Linked DNA regions of Triticum aestivum: region 1 is linked to region 2. Evidence: chromatin contacts called from public Hi-C data. All regions are on one chromosome and are shown on one strand. The core of a region is the stretch at or near the end of the contact, and the rest is flanking DNA. Distances in the headings are between cores, read along the strand shown.

Evidence for each region. Hi-C and Micro-C count contacts between places; a contact is called where the count stands out from the background.
Region 1: a Hi-C map of leaf shows a contact between it and region 2, with 9 times the contacts expected there. The contact joins the promoter of LOC123144135 here to the promoter of LOC123144134 in region 2. A contact is called at or near these places in 3 of 5 Hi-C or Micro-C datasets (leaf and an unstated tissue).

The regions. Positions count from the first base shown.
Region 1 is chr6D:137,668,934-137,673,768 of IWGSC CS RefSeq v2.1, reverse strand. LOC123144135 (ribosomal RNA large subunit methyltransferase I) reads left to right here and starts at 1,726. Exons shown (of 8, transcript XM_044563169.1): 1 at 1,726-1,994; 2 at 2,708-2,933; 3 at 3,014-3,148; 4 at 3,484-3,706; 5 at 4,091-4,277; 6 at 4,470-4,654. The coding sequence starts at 1,739.
Region 2 is chr6D:137,121,478-137,126,319 of IWGSC CS RefSeq v2.1, reverse strand. LOC123144134 (succinate-semialdehyde dehydrogenase, mitochondrial) reads left to right here and starts at 3,542. Exons shown (of 20, transcript XM_044563168.1): 1 at 3,542-3,784; 2 at 3,901-4,017. The coding sequence starts at 3,689. It overlaps LOC123141352 (putative disease resistance RPP13-like protein 3), which reads left to right. Exons shown (of 3, transcript XM_044560524.1): 3 at 1-1,604. The coding sequence ends at 1,286.

The DNA of each region.
Region 1 (4,835 bases), core at 477-2,976, 550 kb before region 2:
ACCATGGTAACTTTTCATGCATCATGGGGAATGCCGGATGGGTGCTGTGTTTGACACCATGAACTGTTGCAAGCTCGGATGTTACGCAAGTCCTGCCAGACATGAATAGGTGGCATGAACCATGGAATTAACCGAACCTCCTCTCTTCTGATCATTTCAACAATTCAATTTGAAGTAGCAAATCATCTTGCCACAGACCTGTATTGTCTAGGATATCTGGTTGACAACTGAAGGTAGACTTTGCTTGACGCTTTCCACACCAAGTGATCCAAGATTTGAGGTGAAATCATTTTGTCCAATGTCAATTGTGTACAGAGCAAAGCTACCAAGCACTCAGCAAGTCATATTTTTGTAAGTAGTGACCAGTAAGTATTCGCCGTTCAGTTTTTCAAAATATTCACTCTTCAGTTAATTATCAGCAATATATGCCTTCTCTTAGATGATCAATAAACTATTTAAAGTTTTTAATAAGTTGGATGCACGAGGGTAAAATGAGAAATTGGTGTTCCAAGCTTAAACAGATATGCAAATAGCCTCTAGATAAATGAAGAAAACCAGTCCACAATCATAACCGAGGCCAAGTTTAGGAAAGATCCCAGTAGAACCAGGCATGTAAAATGATTGCCTTAAGGGAACAATGATAACATGCATAAGAAAATGTTTCACATCACATGGAATATCAAAAGGACTGACCCAAGAGCCTAAGAAGGCCAACATAACCCGTTCTAGACTGTTTGTGATACTACACAGTAGTAGTGCAGCCATAAGTTAAATAAATTAGTGGCCTTGCTGCAGATCATTCTTCATCAATTTTTTTGGACCGAATCTTCATCGATTTAGTCATTCATTGGAAGAGTTCCGCCCTTCTTTACATACGTCACACAAACAGATCAGTATGTGTGCCATCTGGAGCCCATCCTCTCAAGGCTGTACATCATCCTGTAAGGAATGCAGTTTTGTGAAAAAACTTGTGCCAAAGAAAATTGCAGTATTGTGAAGTAAGAACATGGAAATGCGGACTTGTGATAGTTCGCACAAAACAAATGTAGATTTGTGACGTTTACTCAAAACCATGATGCTAGGTTGAGAACTTATCGTCTCAGGTTTATCATTGAATTTGGCAGACAATGTAACTTCTCTTTTCACACAACTACTGAGGTCACAAACTATGAACTGATACAAAAGAACATGTGTTAATGGATAGGACGCAGCTGTTCTGCACCCGAGCTCACATGAGCCCGTGTGAACAGTAAAATCCAAAAAAATGTTAAAAATATTAAATAAAATATGTTCTTTTCAAGAAACATTGATGTTTTTTCAACATGTGTGCAAATTTTGCTTGCTTTTTGGAGCATTGATTTTGTTTTTTTCCCCACACCTACACGAATGTGGTTTTGTTGCGAAATTTTGCATGCAAAATGTTGAAAAAACATCAATGTTTCGTGCCAAAAAAAATATTTTTTTTGAATTTTTAACCAATGCTAATGTTATATCCCAAAATTACTATAAAAGGACTTATATTTAGGATCGGAGGGAGTAGAACTGAAACTAAGCATCGCAGACCTTATCAAGCAAGAAATGCTCTAAATTAACCCTCAAAAAAAGAAATGCTCTAAATTAACCCTCAAAAAAAGAAATGCTCTAAATTACACAAAGGCCCAACTAGGCGGTGGCAGGTGATTTATTGAGTAGCAGCGATTCGAACGGGAGAGTTCCACTCTTCAGTGGCCTGGCCTCGATGAAGGCCCCACGTCGCAGTGACACAGATGCGCAACTTGAAGAGGAAATACCAATCCACAAGTCTCGGTTACCTTTGTGGCGAACGTCGGCAGCTATAGGCAGCGCCAACACGAGCTACGCGATGCTCCGCGCCTGCGGCGCCGCGGCTCCGGCGTCTGTGCCTGCCCTCGTCAGGGCGCGCCTCGCGAGGCCCGCCTCCGCCTCCGCCGTCGCCTCCTCCTCCGCCCTGGAAGAGCTCGCCGCCGACCGCAAAGGTCCACGCCCTTTACTCATCCCGCGCCCGCGCTCGCCTAGTCTCTGCCGGCATTCTGTCCAACGGCTTTACTGCCGTCCTCTCCCCCGCCGCGGCGCTCGTTTCTGCTCGTCCCGTGCAGCGAGGTTTGTGCTCGTCCCTTCTATCCTCCGCGTGGCGGCGAATGGGAGCGCCATGGCGACGAGCTGTTTGTTGAAACGACCAAGTGAACTGCGCATTTGTTTCCCGTGTTGCGTTTCGATCTGGTTATGGGTCGGCCGTTTGCCAATGCGTCCATTTCCTGAGCTTGGACGCTCATTGCTTGATACAGTTGTAGCGAGTGGTAAATAACTGTAAACGTTTGGTCGTTGTTTCATGGCCTGGTATGAGGACCTATATTGCTAACTTTACTTGCTCATAATCCTCCAAGCCAGAGGTTGTCAACTGTAGAAACGATGGTAACAACAGCTAGAAACGATGGTAGTTACAGTCTCCTAAAAACGGTTCATCCTTAGTTTAAATTAGTTTCACGAAATAGTGGCATGCATCACCACAAAGTGGATTGATGGACCTTGTCCAAAAAGCTGGCTAGATTTCATCGACAACGCTGAAATCGATTAATCAAGCATCTCCCATTCCGCTTGTTTGGGTTAGCATAGGTTATGGCCAGTAGGGACTTATTTCTTTCCTTCTCTCGAACCGAAGTATATACTAACATCCAAGCACCTTTTTTAGGTTTGGCGAGAGTGGTACTAAAGAAGGGCAAGACTCAGATATTCCGAGATGGGAGTCCAATGGTGTACAGTGGTGCTGTTGATAGAATAATTGGACGGCCTCCTCCGAAAACTGGTGATGTTGTTTTGGTAGCTGATGGGTCAGAGAAACCTATCGGGTGGGGTGTCTATAACTCCGTGTCTATGTTTTGTGTTCGGCTAATGCAACTAGAAGAAGAGGCAAAAAGGTGACACAATTGTTGAGGTTCTATGGTTATTGAAATTTTGAGAGCTTGTGCTGAATATCCCCTATTTTTGTTTTGCTCAGAGATCCAGCCTCTGCATTAAATATGGAAAGACTGCTCGAAGAAAGACTTTGTTCTGCGGTGGATTTACGGCGTAGTTTGGGTTTCCCCTCAACTAATACAAATGCTTACCGTCTCATCAATAGTGAAGGCGACAGGTATATACTGTTCTCCATTGCTATACTTCAGTTAGCAAAGAAACCACCTTGATATCCATCATTGAAAGGAGCATGGTTAGTTCAGCATTCAGAACCATTTTTTACTTCTAGTATATATGCGTCTCCAAATAGTTCAACTTTGTATCTTGATATCTTTGTATAAACAATAGATAGTTATATTGCCCTGTGTATTTTCGACATGTGCAGCATGGAATACTGATCTTGAGCATTGAATGACTTGTATTTTTCTATCTCTCCGGAACCTTGCCTGTTGTATCATTCTTGTATTCATGCATAGTAGTGAAACTATCAATATTCAATGTTTTGAAATGCAGATTATCTGGTCTGATAGTGGATATATTTGCTGATGTTGCTGTGATTGCTTCATCTGCTGCTTGGGTTGAGAAATATAGGCAACAAATCCAGTCCCTTGTTAGCAAAGTTAGTGATGTTAAACATATAAAGTGGAGGTCATCAACTGATATTCTAAAAGAAGAAGGATTAGATATGTCAGAACAAAAAGAACCTGCACCCTCTTCATACTCTGGAACTGTGAAGGTGAGCCTGCTGACTTAAATGTTTTTAAAGGAAGTTAGGAAGTTTGATTCTAAAATTTTACAAATTATGGTTCAATGTATCTATTTTTAGCAAGTCACGGTAATACGGTTCAGCATAAAAAAAAAATGCGAGGAGGTTTAGCTTCAATTCGAGTACATTTTTGCCTTTGCCATATTCTTTTTGAACTGGGTTTGTCATACTCAATTAATATAGCAAGTTAGCAACTACAGCTAGTGTAAAGAGACTGATGGTGTGTGCGGTTGTGTGGGACTGAACGGAGCATTGCAATAGCTTCACTTGCAGTATTTGTCAATCTTCTCTACCTGCTATGTTGCATACTTGTGTTGCTCGTAGTTCCAACATGTGTGCTTTTCTTACATCCAGGTTATGGAAAATGGCATCGTCTATCTAGTCTCTATGGAGGGGCAGAAGACAGGTTTTTATGCAGATCAACGGGAAAGTCGCCACTTCATATCCACACTCTCAAAGGACCAGAGGGTTCTGGACCTTTGCTGTTACAGTGGTGGTTTTGCTCTTAGTGCAGCCAAGGGCGGTGCAACTAATGTTACTGGTATAGTACTGTAAGCTACTGGACCTTTTAGTCCTCCGTTCAGATGCTCTGAGAGTTCATCACAGTTGAATTATAGTTTAGTTGTATCATTCATTTGGAAAATCCACAACAGTGTGTCCTTTTTAGTATCACTTTATAACACTCTACAGGTTTGGCTTGTAAAAACGACAATCTGACTAGTACCATTTTCAGGCATTGATTCATCAGGATCTGCACTAGATCTTGCCAATGAGAATATTCTTCTAAATAAGCTTGATGCTGAGAGAATTTCATTCTTAAAAGAAGATGCAACTGCATTCATGAAAGGTGCTATCTCAAGAAATGAGCTGTGGGACTTGGTAATCCTGGATCCTCCAAAGTTGGCACCTCGGAAGAAGGTATACATCCCATGAAGCATCTGCTGTAGTTGCTAATTTGGCTTGATTATCATTTCATCTTTGATGTGATTATGTTAAGTTCTGAAGCATGTTATACATAAAAAAGTTCATGAATTATTTGTACATGCCTCAGTAGGCATCTAACTAAACTTGCTCTTTATACTTACCCTGAACATCAGCA
Region 2 (4,842 bases), core at 2,293-4,792:
GCCTCATGAACCTTCCACCATTGGAGAATGCCGCTCCTGGAGATGAACGGGTAACCGTCCAAACTAGAGTCCATGACTTCTTGGTGCTCGAGGCGCAAGAGGCAAACTTCATGGAGATCCATAGTGGTGATGATGTGCCAACACTGTCCACTGCTCGCCGCCTTTCCTTGCAGAATCACATGGACAAGTATGCTGCTCTTGCTGAGCCTTTGCCCAAGTTGCGGTCCATCATGTCCAACTTTGAGAAAGAGTCCCAAGGCGGTGCCGAGACCAAGAAAGATATCAAGACCAATGTTGGGGCTTGTATCCCCTTCCCTCGCAAGGCCCATGCCCACTCAAATGATGTCATGCAGAAGCTCCTACAAGGATCCAAGTTCCTTCGTGTCATCTTCCTAGATGGCCTCGAGATCGGCAAAAAGTTGCCCCCAGAAATCAGTAATGTGAAGCACCTGCATTACCTTGGCATCACCTCCTGCTCCATCGACGAGATACCATCATCAGTCGGGAACCTCACACATCTAGAAACGCTAGATGTTCGGGGTACCTCTGTCACTAGACTTCCCAGGGAGTTCCGGAGGATTCCAACACTGCGACATGTGTTTGGATCCATCATCTTGCCCAGGCGAGTCGGCAACCTAGAGCAACTACAGACACTACAAGAAGTAAAGCCCGATGAAGATGGTGGTGTCTGGGATACAACAACCTTCGCCTGCATGAAGCATCTTCAGTCCTTGTACATTTGGAACCTCCCCGACAAAAATGCCCAGGCTGTCTTGGCAGCTATCTATGAAGTCAAGTACCTCGTGCTCCTAAGCATTGAAGGCAAGGTAATTTCCCTGGAGTTGTTCACTTTCTCCAACTTTACACGCCTTCAGGTGATGATTCTGAAAGGGAAGATCGAGCCACCATTAAACGACAGTAACCCGTTATACTTCCGGAAATTCTCAACTCTGACAAAGTTGTCTCTGAATAAGACCAAGGTGTCGCAATACTTCATCAACAAACTAAGTGTTGAGCTTCCTCTTCTTGCCTCTCTAGCTCTACTCCCCGAGTCCTACGAGGAGCGATGTCTTGCCTTCAAGGATGGGTTTCAGAGTCTCAAAGAACTAAAGCTAGACCTAGACATGTGTGTGGAGGAAATTGTGATAGAGGACCCAGCATGTCCATGTCTAGAGAAGTTGGAGATTACCAACTACTCAAAGGGTCTTCATCTCAAGGTCCGACACAATATTGAGAAAATAATCAAACACCAAGATTACTATCTCTATAAAAAGATGAAAATATGAAAGTACGCGACGTCGATGTGGTGTTTCATGAAGATCAAAGCTCCTACTGAAGATCAACCATGTGAGGTTCGTACTATGTGCAATGTTTGTATAACACGATGTATATATGTTTTATTCTGTGTGATTCATAAGCTCGGGAGTGTTACTTGTGTCAATTTTCTAAGCATTCGTGCATGCTCCTGAGAGCGAGATGATTGTTGTTTGTCCTATATCTCTGAGGATTAGACTTACTCAGCATTTCAAATATGTATTGACTATGTAAAATAAAGTGGCAGAAACCGATTGCTTATGCCAGAGTTAATAAAATGATTGAGCATGTTGTATGTATTGTGAGAATAAAAAGGGTAAGTATATTTGGAACGTGGCATGTTGATGTTACATTGTGATTGGTGACTTTGGTCTTTTGTGATTTTCCCGTTGTATTTAGCTTGATCTCACTCAAACGAAAGCTTAGTAAGTTATAGAGAAAAGGGGGGGGATAGCTAAATCTTATTCACGCTAGAACAAAAATGTTCTATGAACCTGCCTATTCTTAGAGTAAGAATTGACAAACAATTAACCTGGGAGCCCTTCCCCTCCAGCCAGAGCATGTGTAATGTTGCGCAAGAAAGGAAGCCATGTCACGACACTAAGTCCCATGACGAGATGCGACATTGTGAGTTTGGTTCTAGAGGACGAGCCCCCTTGATCATTGTCTGGTGGCCAATGGAACCAGTGTCATGACCTTGATCCAAAAGACAAGAAAATTCTCAAAGGCATGGTGTCACAATTACTTCATCAACCAACTAAGTAATGAGTTGCCCCTTCTTACCTATCTAGCTCTACTCCCTGAGTCCTATCAGGAGGCACGTCTTGACTTCATTTCTGGGTTTCATAGTCTCAAGGAACTGAATCTAGACGCGGACGTGAAGGAAATTATGGTAGCGGATGGAGCATGTCCTTGCCTAGTGCAAATGGAGATTTGTATGTGCTCTCGGCATCTTTGATCTCATCTCCCCACCTATTCAGGAAATAATAAACGTTCAAGATAAAAATCTCCATACTAAAATGAAAGAAACCAGCAACATGTTGTTTTCTGAAGATCATCCAATATATGCTAAAAATGAAAGAAACCAGCAATGTGCCATTTTTCGAAGATCATCCAAGCTCCTAATGAAGATCAACCGTGTGAAGTTCATACCATGTGCAATATCCATATAACACAATACATATAGTTTTTGTTCATGTGTGATGCATATAAGCTTTCAGAGTGTTACTTTGCGTCTATTCGATTTGTTAATTTTAACACCCACTCACGATCTAGTGTTACAGGATGAGTTCTTCCTCTCAGTGGTCTGAATCAGTGGCGATTACAAGAAGAGGTACAAGAATTTCGAGGAAGGAAGGATGAACTAGGCCTCACGCGGGAGGAACAAAGGGGAAAAGTGGTAGGTGGGTAGCCGCCCGAGCCGTGCCGCCGTGATCCTCTTGATGCCTCTGGTCTTGTCGTTGGATGCCTAAGTAGTCGAGCCCCTCGTCTGGATAGCATTGACCCTTTCCGGCCCACTGTAGCAGGAGTTGGCGCGGCCCGTGCGCCTGGGGCGCACGTTGGCACTGGTCACCGGGTCCTCTTTACCATGGGAGCTGGCTGGTGGCCCTGATATGTCAGGGAGGCTGTCAGTTAAAAACATTTGCCTCTGTATATATGCATGTGTGCACCTGAGAGAGAGATGATTGTTGTTTGGCCCATATCTCCGGCCACCATTTCAAATTTATGTATTGACCATGTAAATAAAGTGGCATAAACTGCTTGCTAATGCCCGAGTTATTAAGGGCATGTATAATGGTTGATAATGCCGTCTTATCTTATGTCCGCCACGTAATCTAGATAAGACAATAAAAAGTGATGTACAATAAGTTACTTTAGTCTGGTCTCCAAAACTAAATATCCTTAAATATGTGGTGAGACAATTGTTGCTAAAAAATCATCTCTTAATTAAGAAAAGACAAACATTTTCTTATGGTTTCTCTCACTTTACCTGAGCAATTATCTTATGTGACACTTCTAAGATATCACCATTGTAGATGCCCTAATAAAATTAATAAAATAATTGAGCATGTTCAGTCGAAATGGATTTCCTTGCTTGTCTGCATGGTGCTGCATAGAATGGTTTTAGGAGGGCAAAAAGGGCAAGTGCATTCTTTGTGATCTGGGGCGACCTGGCCGTCCGTGCGGTCCACGCCGGCCCGCGAATATTTGCCGACCTCGGGGCGAGAGGTTGCGAGGTCGCCATCGCACAACGTTCAAAATTTCCCCACCTCCGCACCAGCTCAGCAGGCCACGTGTAAAGCGCTCGTGTGAATAAGACACAGAGACCCGGCCACACCAGGTGCAGGTGTTCGTCACTCGTCGCTTCCTTCAGATGGCGATGGCGATGCGACGCGCGGCGGCGCTCGGCGCCCGCCACATCCTGGCCGCCTCCGTCTCCGCCTCCTCCCGCGTCGCCAGCCGCCGCCACGTACGCCATCTTTGCCCCCACCCCACTCGCCTGCGCCCCTTCATACCCCTCGCGCCCCCCGGCGGTGGTGCTCGGTGGGTCGTGTTTTTTCTGTTAATCGCTGGGTGGGTGCGCAGATGGGCAGCGTGGACGCGGGCGCGGCGATGGAGAAGATCCGGGCGGCGGGGCTGCTCAGGACGCGCGGCCTCATCGGCGGCAAATGGGTCGACGCCTACGACGGGAAGACCATCGAGGTACCGTTACTCCCTCCATCCATCCTTCGCGATGCCTGTTGATTGGCGCGGTTCGGATAGCGTTCGATTTCGAGGGGAAATCAGGGCTTATTGCGGCGCTCCAGTTGCTACTTAATGGAACGCGTGGGAGTTCGAAATTTTGTGCCGAATTTCTTAGTTCGTTCTGTTGAATTGCAATTTTGTTGGTGTAGCTATTAGTCGTGTGTTCTTAAGCTGTGAGCACATTCCCTCCCCACTGGGGCATTCCGGTGAGCAGTCTGTGTGCGACAGTGTCAGACTGCTTGGTGGAGTGGGCTAAACAGAATTGTGTGCTTCGTTGCAACATGTTTTGGTCAGTGGGGAGGTTTTATGCCGCACGACAGGTGAATCTGCCGAGGGGAGCACATAAACTAGGTTGTGTCACCGAGTGTTGACAGGCTGAAGATCCAGTGTTGAGACGGGAAAACTCAATACGGTTAGTGCTGCATCGATGAGCTCTGGCAATGTTGCTTGGACTTTTGACCCCATTCCTAGGACGTTAGCACCATTAAAATTTTCCTCTTGCCTGATATAGTTTGGAGCCATGAGTAATTCTTTAGTATGGTTTTGCCCTGTCTTAGCCACCGTACGCCTTGATAGCCATGAAAATAGTGCCGGAACTTAGCTGGTCTTGAGCCTTTTGAGTTTGCTCCTTAGGTTATTTCTGTAATGAGCGCTGAACAGTATGAGGAATTAATGAAATGTTGCTACTGCAACTCTACTCACTTTTTATATCTCAATTCTCTAATCTATGGTAAGTTGCTAATGTTGATTGTCAATCTTTGTCACTGGAATAACTTATTTTTC